Linked DNA regions of Mus musculus: region 1 is linked to region 2. The links are chromatin contacts, called in public HiCAR-type maps. All regions are on one chromosome and are shown on one strand. The core of a region is the stretch at or near the end of the contact, and the rest is flanking DNA. Distances in the headings are between cores, read along the strand shown.

Region 1 (2,700 bases), core at 138-2,637, 230 kb after region 2:
ACAGAGGAAGATCAAAGTAAGCATTAGGTCATTAGGTTTAGTCCCTGAACCTCAAAGTTTGTTTGTTCGTTTGTTCTTAAAACAAACGAACAAACAAACAAACAAACAAACAAACTGGGTCAGAAGACTAAGCCTTCTTTCATCCAGAAATACCCATCCCATCTCCCTCATTCCAAACAGCAGCTATAAGAATGGACTTGTCTTGAGAAAGGCAGGGGAAATTCTGAGCTACCTACTGTAAAAGAAGGGCCACCAATGATGTCTCTCAAAGGTGAGTCATTCTTTTTTGCATGAGAGCTGGAACCATGGTAGTAGACCAAGAAGAAAGTAGGAAATACAGTGAGAGGGGAGAGATTTTGGAGGTGACTCAGTGTCTACTGAGCAAAATGAGGGCTGAGATCACATCCCATTAAATACAGACAGAGAGAAGAGCACTTAAAACTCCAGAACTGGAGAGAAGTAGAAAGACTCTCTGGGGCTCACAGGAAAGTGGTATCACTAATTCCATAAGATCCAGATTCATTGAGAGACCCTGTCACAAAAAAATAAGATGAAAGGTAATGGAGGAAGACATACAATGTCCACCAGTGAGCTATACACACATACACACCATGTTTTATACTCAAATGAACATGTGTATACATCATTTAAACATGCAAAGAAATATATGCACCCCAAAATATTTCTCTAGTTTTCTTCCCTCCAAATGGATAAACTGAATATTCTTCCTTTTATACGGAAGTGAAAAAGCATAATAGTGGATATTATCTACAAATACCAATATGTTTCCTTACCATTCCTATGTACAACTATCTCACAAAAGCAGCAAGTCCTTTAGTTCCTAAAAGGAGCTGATTTGCCATGCCTCTTTCTTACACTCCTTAGTACCCTCTTATAACCAAGAGAATCATGAATAATGGATAAAAGTACCCCAGCCCTGTGGCTGAACACTCAAATTTCTTTGAGAATCTCTGTCCCCAAGTCACCAATCAAAATTAAAATATTAACCCACTATGTCATGCCATTTATCGTAGTCTTCCTTATGTGTTCCAAACAAGAGCAAGTCCTCTTAAGTAGAAAAAGAAGTAAAATGAGGAGGTAAGAGAAGACTCTCTGGGATCACTGAGGATCATTACCATCACTGAGCTGAGAGTTCTATCCATGGATGGTGATGCAAGCTCCAGAGATACCACATCTGCCTTCTCTCTGGCATTTCCAACAGGATGCTCTCAGCATATGATCTGTCTTTGCATCCCCTTGGGAAAGTTGGATCATGAGCGTTTGGAGTCATTTTATGTTTAATAAATGGGCTTAACTGATACTCCTGAGGTCAACCAGAAGGATGGCTGGATTTAATTATGCTGGAAAGACAGTAACCAGAAACATCTTACATGGCTCAGATGGAAAGCAACAGGGAGAAAAAAAAAATGCAGGATTTGGTGTTTCTTAGTCATTGTCCCAGGGGTGAGGGGCTGAAGCCATGTTAGGGCCCCAGTGGACCAAAAGAAAAAAATCACAATTCCTGAGCCAGATAGTATCCAAAGACAATTATAGCTCTAGCTCTAATTCTTTACCAGGAAGGCTTTGGGGTAAAACATCCTTTCACCTGTGTCTGCTTCAGGAAAACATTCTTTCACATGTCTGTTTCAGTGAGACATCCTTTCATCTGTGTCTGCTACAGCAAAACATCATTTGGCATAACTAACTTCCCCAAAAAACTAGAAGTTTCCACTCCAAGTGAGTTTTCCCTCTTTCTTTGCAATATGTGTGGTCAAAGGGCTAGTTTCTTGCGGATGGAAAACACTCATACGTGAGATTCCAGAGGAGATAAATGATGTGATTCCTCAGCCTAGTCGTCATCTCGCTCTCCACCTGCTGTCTTAAGCACAGGTGGTACCATCTTGGATGCAACAACAAGGGCCACATCCCAGGGATGGTCTAGTGATTAACTTTCAAGTCTTGGTTACCAAGAATATTTTTTAAAATTTTCATTATTCTAGAATACATTTATCTTTTTGACATTTTATTATTTTTTTAGGCTCACATACAAAGTAATGGGTTTCATCACAGCATCTTAATATCTGTGTCATTGTACATTGTTCTCACTCATTCTCCTCCTCAATGCCTCCCTCTTGGTCCTCCTATGGTCAGTTCCCATTCTTTACCCAACCAGTCTCCCTTTCTGCTTTCCCATCAAATGGATTCCTTTACTTTCACTATTTCCCACTACCCTTAAGATTGCTTCCTCCTCTCTCATGAATCCCTTTATATTTTAATGACCTACAAAGATACATAAATATTCCCCATATGTGTACACACACACACACACACACACACACACACACAAACCCATAAGTAATTTTAAAGTTAGGCTCTGCTTATAAGAGAAAATATGCACTTTTTCTCTAACTTATTTCAATTTTGTTTAATACAATCATGTCCAGTTACATCCAGTTTTCTGAAAATGTGATTTCATTCTTCTTCATGCCTGTATAAAATTCCACTGTGTATTTAAACCACATTTTCTGTATTTATTTTTTTGTTTTGTTTGTTTATGGACATCTAGTATGGTTGCATTCTAAGGCTATTGCCAACAGGACAATAAACATGGACATGCAAGTATCTTTGTGGAATGTTGACATATAGACCTTCAGGTGTATATTCAAGTGATATAAGTGGGTCATATGGTTAATATATTTT
Region 2 (2,700 bases), core at 167-2,666:
ATGTTCTGGAAGCAGTTCTCTGTATTAAAAGAAAACTGTATTATACAATGGTACTTGTAGACAGAAATAGTGAGAGCATTTCACTCTATCAGGAACCATCAAGATAGCACAATGTCTACTTCCTAGGATGTACAAGTGCGTGCACATCATTTAAAGTATCAAAATTAATCATCACTAAACTGTTGGCAGAACATTTCAGTTCTCTTTACTGTATGAGCACTCTATGAACAGTACTTACCTTGACCTACTAATGAGCAAATCTGGGCTGCTATGAAGAGGAATTGGAAAGGACCTTGGCTCTCGCTTTCTATCTACACCATCACCTTTGGTGGCAGAGGTCAACGAACACAGGGAAGGAGTATGAATAATGAAGCCTGTGATAGGGTTTCTCCCATTCTAGTTTCTTTGAGTGTCATCACCAATTCTGTATAGGGAAAACAAGTTCTGATTTGGATAGAAAATCTGGCCCCTTGGGACTGTTCAGTCATAGACATAGCAAACAAACTTGCTTATAGTTGGTTTGAGGGCTTATGGGTCTATCAGAGTCCTAGGCCCATGAGATCTCCCCCAAAGTCATATATATTCAAATAAATATCCAAAAATAGAAGTCAAGAAAGGCTTGTGCTTGTGGCTATCTCCTCGGTTAATATACATTTTGTGTTTCCATTGGACTTCAGATATAAAATGCAATGATAAAAACAAAATCCTAAGCACTACTAAAATTTTCAATTTTGAGATGGCAATAATACAGTAGTAAACCAAGCAGGAAAGCTTCTTCAGCATGGAGCCCATGACACAGCACTGGCCACACCCTTGTAAAGTTGGCCTTGGCCAGGACCCATCCTTGTGAGCCAAGCTCAGCATGACTACTCTACTACACTGTAATAACTCCCCTTAAACACAAGACACCATAACTTTAAACCTTTCAGACTTTACTCTGCATATCCTTCTTGTAGTGAACACTTTTAAAATGTGTCCACAAATTATTTAATACGCTTCTGTTTAAGAGATGGAGATTAAGCCTGGGTTTCAGGTCTAGCTCTTGGACTCAGTCCCAGCTACAGAGCCAGCTGAAAGAGATGGAGTTTAGCTGTCTTCCTAGCAATGAACTGTATGTAGTGATGACTTACTCCTAGTAAATAGAATGGGGTAAAATGGTAGGGAGTGATCTGTGAAACCCCCTGAATCGTCTGTTCTCTTGCTCTTGGATCACTTCTCTGATGATAACTTGCTGCTGTGCCAGGAGAAGATAAAATACAGATGCTTTATAGAGCAGAGCAATGGGAGCTCTTGCATTGGGGTCAAAAGGCAACATGAATGAGCAATCTTGCAAACTGGTCCTTAGAGACACTGTAGTTCATACAAATCCAAACTGCAGCTTCATGGGAGACCTTGAGCCACAGACTCCCAGTTAAGCTGCTCTTGCATTCCTGAGTCAGACATTCTGACCAAGAATTTGTTGTTTTAAGCCTCTAACCTTGGGGGTAGTTGGTTATGCAGCAAGAGATGACTACCAATATTTTCAAGTAAGCCTATAATCTTGACACAATTAAAAACAATCTAAAGAAATACCAAGGAGTTTTCCTGGTCATGCTGGGCATCTACAAAGATATTGAAATGTGAAGGAAAATAAACAGAATATGCTTAATTTTTGTAGACATTTTATTTCTTGCAGGTACATACAAAAGGACCAGAAATCATTTCATTGCCTTGATGACTGGAGTAAGAAGCAGTATCCACATCCACCCTTGGGTACAAAGCAGAGAAGTTGCTAATTTGAATGGTTGCCATAGCAGCAAGTGATGCAGGAGCGCTGCAGAGGTATTTTAGTAGACCTGTTCCACCTTTACATCTATCCAAGTGTCTTCAAATTAGCTTAACTTCCTGGGATCACCCCTTGGAGACCTTAATGAGACCAATGGACTAAAACCATGGAAGTGAGTAGGTGTGAGATGTTATGGGGACATGTTTTGCCAGGAAGTGGGATTACTGTTCCTTACAATTGGATGAAGCCCAGGTTTCCTACCTGATCTCACATCTGTTATGGCAATCTGGCCAGTCACAGGCTGAGTGCCTTAGGATTGTCCAGTCTCTAATGAAAATGTGAATTTTTTCTTTTTGTTCACAAGACTATTTCTTTCATAGTGATGAACATACCTCAAGTTGGTCTTGTTTACAGGAATCAAGCTAAAACTCCTTGAAGCTGGGTATTCATTAGTTGACAGAAAAGTAGAGATCTATGTAAAACTGGCATTACCAATATATAGTCAAACAAACTTTGGTAGAATGGACATGTTTTTCTTGACATGGAGTCATTTCTATCCATGAGTGTTGTATACCATTTTGTTCAAGCCAACTTTTGCATCTTTAAGATACATTTTGATGTTTTTCTCATAGAGTCTTTGCTTTTTCATATCCTCATTAACTATAGTTTTCTTGGGTCCTCTGTCATGTCTTTTTGTCATTGTCATCTTCTGGATGGCTCTTCTGTGGGCTGATTTTATACTGTGATCACTATTAGAGATTGGGTTTCCTTTGTCATTAGTTCCAAGGCATTACACAGGTAAGATCATTTAACAGGTTTGCTTTTCTATCTAATTTTCTAAGTAAGGGCTTGAATCTATTTCTCTTGTAATTGTAGTAGTTTATACTTCAAGAAGTACAAAGAGGACTAGTAAGAAACAGTGAATGCCTTTGCTT

The links. HiCAR-type assays count read pairs that join an accessible place to other places.
Region 1: a HiCAR-type map of fibro-adipogenic progenitors shows a contact between it and region 2, with 3 times the contacts expected there. The contact joins two enhancer-like sites. A contact is called at or near these places in 1 of 484 Hi-C or Micro-C datasets (the HPC-7 cell line) and 2 of 115 datasets of contacts at active chromatin or transcription factors (fibro-adipogenic progenitors and trophoblast stem cells).

Annotation. Positions count from the first base shown.
Region 1 is chr1:73,572,209-73,574,908 of GRCm38.p6, forward strand. No RefSeq gene overlaps it. Among named protein-coding and RNA genes, the nearest start is that of C530043A13Rik, 44 kb to the left of the region's middle. Within about 2 kb of position 1,388, at least 5 of the 459 cell types and tissues checked have an H3K27ac peak or open chromatin away from gene starts, as enhancers often do. A contact at or near this core is called in fibro-adipogenic progenitors, where this site is marked.
Region 2 is chr1:73,343,460-73,346,159 of GRCm38.p6, forward strand. No RefSeq gene overlaps it. Among named protein-coding and RNA genes, the nearest start is that of Gm31344, 19 kb to the right of the region's middle. Within about 2 kb of position 1,417, at least 12 of the 459 cell types and tissues checked have an H3K27ac peak or open chromatin away from gene starts, as enhancers often do. A contact at or near this core is called in fibro-adipogenic progenitors, where this site is marked.